Regions from separate parts of the Gossypium hirsutum genome. Here region 1 is linked to region 2. Evidence: chromatin contacts called from public Hi-C data. All regions are on one chromosome and are shown on one strand. The core of a region is the stretch at or near the end of the contact, and the rest is flanking DNA. Distances in the headings are between cores, read along the strand shown. Region 1 holds the start of LOC107933183 (serine/threonine-protein kinase SRK2I-like). Region 2 holds the start of LOC107933140 (autophagy-related protein 101).

The links. Hi-C and Micro-C count contacts between places; a contact is called where the count stands out from the background.
Region 1: a contact with region 2 is called in a Hi-C map of leaf, with 3 times the contacts expected there. The contact joins the promoter of LOC107933183 here to the promoter of LOC107933140 in region 2. A contact is called at or near these places in 5 of 34 Hi-C or Micro-C datasets (callus, hypocotyl and leaf).

What each region holds. Positions count from the first base shown.
Region 1 is chrA12:18,605,801-18,608,900 of Gossypium_hirsutum_v2.1, reverse strand. LOC107933183 (serine/threonine-protein kinase SRK2I-like) reads left to right here and starts at 1,576. Exons shown (of 9, transcript NM_001327364.1): 1 at 1,576-1,752; 2 at 2,118-2,192; 3 at 2,295-2,396; 4 at 2,482-2,535; 5 at 2,629-2,721; 6 at 3,033-3,100. The coding sequence starts at 1,576.
Region 2 is chrA12:18,289,385-18,292,762 of Gossypium_hirsutum_v2.1, reverse strand. It overlaps LOC107933140 (autophagy-related protein 101), which reads left to right and starts at 1,834. Exons shown (of 7, transcript XM_016865300.2): 1 at 1,834-2,172; 2 at 2,292-2,328; 3 at 2,479-2,564; 4 at 2,679-2,774; 5 at 2,963-3,128; 6 at 3,233-3,378. The coding sequence starts at 2,140.

The DNA.
Region 1 (3,100 bases), core at 327-2,826, 320 kb before region 2:
TATCAACTAATAATAATGGAAACTTGTGCGAACCTATAAAAATATAAATTTTTTTTATACTAGATTGAGTGCTAAATCTTAATTTTAATTGATAAACAGTTGTAAATTTAAGTATATAATTGTAAAATTAATTAATTAAATAATTTTTAGTTGATAAGCATAATATTTCAAGAAAAGTGAAAATATTCACAATTGTGCAAAGTAAGTGGTTTTAACTATCAAATAATAAAAATAGAAGGTTTTTTTTTTCTTTTGTGTGAACTTGTTCATTATTACTAGAATTATTTTCATACCAATGTATCTAGTTGAAGTGTTAAATCTCAATTTTAATTAATATACAATTATAAAATTAATTAAATAATAATTAATATAAAATAATAGGTATACAATTGTAAAGTTAATTAAGTAATAATTAATATGAAATAATAAGTATAAATTAATATGAATACAAAGTCTATTTTATTTTACAGTTTAAATTAAATCGTGTTCAAGCGGAAGAAATATTTAAAAAAATCATTTAAAGAATATTGACTCTAAAATTTAAATTTAATTCAAATATATGAGGAATAAATCTACTTTCATAAAATATTTTTAATTTTAATTGGGAATTTAATAATATAATGGAGAGTTTGATAATTTAATAATATAATGGAGAGTTTGATAAATTATAGATTATAAGTGTGTTTGACATAGTTATTCATTGTGCTCATGGAATCTATTCTTATCATATGCCAGTTTTCTTTACTTGGAAAAATACTGCTTGGAAGTCAGAAACTTTCCTTTGTTCCCAAGGCCGTTTTGCCCACGAATGGGGACAATCTATTCCACCTGATTTTACCAAAACATCCTTTTCAGGGAATTATCCTATGCGTGCTCTGCACGCTAACTCTCATGCTCTCACATGCTTTTCAATTTCATCAATTAAAAACGCAATCTAATTTCAATATTATTATAGATGGTATTTTTTTAAAAAAATTAAAATCTATTTTAAACAAATGAGATGGTTGCGTGTTAATTTGGACAATAATAAAGCCAAAACCGTCCGATCAGTTTTTACAGATAAAAGACAGCATAATACCGAATAAAAATTGTCTTAGCATTTTGCAAAATCACGTGACTCACTCTGCTTTAAAATATTATCCAAATAAAGGACATTTAAGTCATTCTATTTTCTTATTCGACAATTTCTGAATATATAAGAAAACAATAATAAAAACTAATCCACAAATAATAAGACAACCATAAAAAGAAGCCAATTCTATTGGTTACCCACTACGCAACAACCTCCAAACGACGCCGTACTCCTCTTATCCTCCTCTGCTTCTACCAGATATTTCCTTGGCATTATCCCCCCTTCCTCTTCCCCAAAAGCTCCGCTCCTCCATGAACCACTCTTATCAATCTCCAATCAACTAATAACCTTTCCTTCCCTTCTTCTTCTTGTTGTTGTTATTATTAACGGACTCGTTTAACTCAGTGATTCGTCCAAGAAGCCACTGAGTCCGGTGATGTGGTCCTGAGTTCTTCTTTCTTTGAAGGGGGTAGAATCGGAAACTGAAAAAAAGAGAGACAAAAATGGATCGAGCAGACTTGACGGTCGGACCGGCTATGGATATGCCGATTATGCACGACGGTGACCGTTACGATTTCGTTAGAGATATCGGATCGGGTAATTTCGGAGTTGCCCGACTTATGACAGATAAGGTTACCAAGGAGCTCGTCGCTGTCAAGTACATCGAAAGAGGCCGTAAGGTTTAGCTTCTTATTTCAAAAAACAATGATCTCTTTCCTTTTCCTTTTTCTCTGTGCTTTTGGTCTATTTATGGAAATATGCTCATTTCGATTATTACGATATTTATTGAAGATAATGTTTTCTCTCTTCTTCTTTTTTGTTCCTAACTTGTTGCAATTTATTGTCGGGAGTTATATTAATTTTATTAATTTCGGAAATGTTTTATTTGGTAGTATAATAATTAATTATCAATCCAAAAAATAAAAGAAGATACCGACTTTTCTGTTTTCTCAAAGCTCAACTACTTCACTAACTTCTTCTTCTTTTTTTTTCCTTTTAATTTGTAATTTTGGCATTAATTTTGTGCTACCTTGTCGTTTTACAGATAGATGAAAATGTTCAAAGAGAAATTATTAATCATAGATCATTGAGGCATCCGAATATTGTTAGATTTAAAGAGGTAACGTTAGTTCTTGATTCAGTTTACTGTTATTTATAATATTTTTTTTGTAAAAATTAAGGTAGTGTTTGATGAACTAACTATAAGACATTGATACTTTAGGTTATTTTAACACCTACTCATCTTGCCATTGTAATGGAGTATGCCTCCGGAGGAGAGCTTTTCGAGCGGATTTGTGCTGCGGGTCGGTTCAATGAGGACGAGGTTTATTTTATTATATTTTGCATTCAATTTTATGTCCCCCTTTTGTTTTGTCTTTAACTTGTATATATCCGTTATTTTGGTGCAGGCTCGGTTCTTCTTCCAACAGCTTATATCCGGCGTTAGTTATTGCCATGCGATGGTAGTTAGAATTTATCCATTTGTCTATGCCTTGAATTGTATTACGTGTAACCTGATAGGTTATTTTGTTTTTGGTTTGTTTTACTTGGTGAAGCAAGTATGCCACCGTGATTTAAAGTTGGAAAACACTTTGCTAGATGGAAGTCCAGCTCCTCGGCTTAAGATATGTGATTTTGGGTACTCGAAGGTATAGTCCTTTGTTGTTATCTTATCATTCGATGAGGTTACGCTTATACTTTGTATAATATGGTACTTTATGAACTATCTTTGGTGATGTGGTATTTATTCTATATTGTGTCATGGATTCATTGTTTTAAAAAAAATGTTGAGCTCATTTGATTCTGTCCTGGAAATGGTACCACTTATTATATTTGATGGAATAGCTTGTTATTTGTTAAGAATTATTTCCTTTTTTTTTCTTTTTTTTTTCTGATTATCTTTATGGTTATTGAAGATCATTTTCATGTTTATGTGTTTGATTTTTGTTCTTCTTCTCAGTCTTCAGTTCTTCATTCGCAACCAAAATCCACGGTTGGAACTCCTGCATACATTGCTCCTGAAGTACT
Region 2 (3,378 bases), core at 585-3,084:
CCAAGAATGAGTTCTTGGCAACTCGGAGTTTAAAGAATTTTTCCTAAAATCTTGAACAAGATTAAGTAAACATAATGTTATGAATAAAAATAAGAATTGAATATTGTAAAACAAAATACTCCAAAAAATGATTTAATTAATTAATTAATAAATAAAAATGTTAATAAATAATGAAAGTGCCAGATACAAATTGAATGAAAAAAAAATCTTAATTTAATTAAACTTCTAATTTGTTTAAATAAAAAGTAATTCTAGTTGAACTAAACCTTCTTGCCAACTAAGAAACATAAACCTTCTAATCAATCTAAAACACTTAAAAATATCCTAAAATCTAGAATAAATAAATAAAAATAAAATTTAATAAATAAAAATAAAATTTAATAAATAAAATATTGGGTTCATATATAATCAAAATAAGTCTTAAAATCGAACCCAATATGATTTAAACATGAATGAAAACTCGTAGTTCCCGTAATAATCCCATCCAGAAATTTATGTTTGTGTAGTTTTCACTAAAACAACCATAACTTGACCTCTTGAACTTGAAATAAGGTGATTCAAAGTGCGTTTCAAAACTAAAAAATAGTTATTTCATCGATCAAAGACATCTTGACAGAAAAATACTTGGATCTCATATAAAAATGCGTCGTAAGTTAATTGATTTTTCAAACTTAAAAAAATTGGTAGCTTTGATGAATTGAATTTAATAAATTTTCACCTTATCCATGCATGTATTAAGGAGACCTAGTTTAGGACTTGGGCTAATGGTGTAACACGAAAGGGCGGTTGAGAGGAGATTGTGTGTAACTTGGGAGAGTTGAAGACATGGTCAGTAAGGGTTAATAGAAAGGGATGGTGCTGAAAGGTATGATAGCGGCTAGAGGGAGCAGGGTGGCGCTGCAAGGGACGTAGAATGAGGTAGTGGTGAATTGATATTGCAACAATGGTGGTTTGTTTTTAATAGTAAGGGAAAGTGGTGATGGAACAAAAGAAGTGTGGCGAATTGTGTGAGAGGAAGGTGGCGGTGTTGGGCAATGCGCTTGAGGCAATGATGGGATGATGATGGTGGCGTGAGAAGGGTGCAACAGGGGGCTTTTTCTTTCTTGGGCAAGGCATGGTCGGGGTGGGGGGAATTTTGGTGGAAAAGAAGGATTTTAATTGGTTAAGGATTTGGGTAGAAAAAGAATTCGATTAGTCAAGGAAGTTTGATTTAATTAGTGCAAATTTTAATTTTTTCTGAATCCTATTAAAATGAAAAATTTTGTAAATATTTAAAATTAAATTTGTAGAATTTTTTAAATCTAATTGCTAAAATGTGTAAATATTGGAAGGTCAAATTTGTTATTATGTGAATAAAAAAGTCGATGTTAGACTTGCATTATCGACTTAACGGTATGATGATTAAAAAAATTAATTTTGAAAACTTTAGTGACTAAATAAAAAAAATTATAGTTGGGTGACCAAACTAAAAACACTCTCATAATTAGGTCACCATTCATGGAATTTACCCTAGTTTTTAGTATATATTTAAAAAAAAATGAATTTTATAGGAGGGAAGAAAACATTTGGGTATCAAGATCGAAATCAAAAACAAAAATATCCAAGAAAGTTTGGGATGAAAGGGTTTGGAATGTATATACCGGATTGCCATTCCGGCGGGCCTTAAACAGACCTGTGAACTGAATTGAATTTTCTTAAATCAAACCAATGAACCACTCAACCAAAACTATGGGCCATATCGGACCTTCTTTAGCAGTTCTGGACTTTAGGCACGGCCCCTCAATGAGTCCCATCTTTTTTCAATTGTGAAATAAACAAATATACAATCAGAACTGGGAAAATGAAAAAGCATAAGACGTCGTTGCGATAGCCGGAGTTAACACGTTATTAATCATGCTTATGTAAGCCACCTTATTTTTATTATCCAAACGCCATTAAAGAAAGAAAAAAAAAAGTGAGACAGATATATCCAAGCCTAAACAAAGTAAAAGGCACACACTCTGCCGATTAAAAGATCGATTAAGCAAAAAAGTAAAACAAGTTTCGATTGAAATCTAGGGTTTGATCCATCCAATTTTCTTCGATCTCTTTTTTTTTCTCTTTTAGTTTCTTCTGGGTTTCCCTCTTTAAACAATTATCATGAACTGCGAAGTCTGCCAACTCAAAGAACTGGTAATCAAAATTTTCTCTTTTACTGTTTTATTTCACTCTTAAATATTAAGACATACTATTTATTCTTCTGATTGAAATTTTCCTTTACTTTTCGCTAAATTTAACAATATCCTATTTAGGAAGTGGAGCATTTTGAAATTCGCGAAGTTTTGCGCTGTAAGTCCTCTCTTCAATTTCTATATTTGTTCCTTTTTTAAGTAATTAATTTCGTTTATTAAACGTTCTCTCTTTTTTGTAGTTTTTTTTATTTGATTAACTTGACCTGTTAAAAGTTTTTCTTTTTCCCTTTTAAATCCATGATGGCAGGCATTTTACATACAATAGTGTTTCATAGAGCATTAGGTCTAGTTCGGCCCAAAGATGTGGATTTGGAGCTTTTTGAAATTACTTATGTAAGTCATTCATGTCTTCAGTTTTTACTTCTCCAATCGAAATCACTGCTTTTATTTCCTGATTTTTCTCTGGCGTTTTGCATGTTTCCCAAATTCGTATTTTGTAATAATTAGGTGCAATGTGGGGATGTGGAACTTGAGAAGAAAATAGATGAGAAGATTGATCATTTCATAAGTTGGGTGGAAAAACATCCCAATAAGAAAAGTCAGGTCTGTTATGTCTATTCGCTTATAGTTTTCAGGTTTTTGTTTCGGATATGGTCGCCGTTGCATCTTATTTTATGTTTAGGTTTTATTTTTGCTTATGTTGCATTTGCATGATATATGGTCGTAGCCTTTTACATTTTAGCTTGTATCTTGTCTTCAATATGAATTCTTTACTTGTGTTTGTGCTATAGATATGCTTATCGTTTTATGAGGTGAAAAGCAAGCAGCCATCTTGGTTCACTAATAAAACCGAGCGCTTATATTGGGAGCAATGGTATATCAATTTGAATGTTACTCAACACCCAAAACACCATTCAAGCAAATCTCATCATACCAAACTGGTCGTTGACCCCGGAGGTATAACCTTGTTTATGCCCTTAACTTTAAAAATTGTAAATTGCTTTTGCTTTCTTTAAAATCTATCTTCCTCCTGTTATGATTGTTTATGTTCATTAATATAGAGAGTGCTACTGAGGAGAGAAGTTCTCGTAGAGCAATGGTTGAAGCATCTCTTCGAGAGGTTCTGTTTCAAATAATAAAGTTTGTTAATGAGAAGAAGGACCATGTGCCCCCCATATCCGAGGGTGTCATTTATTTTCCATATGAA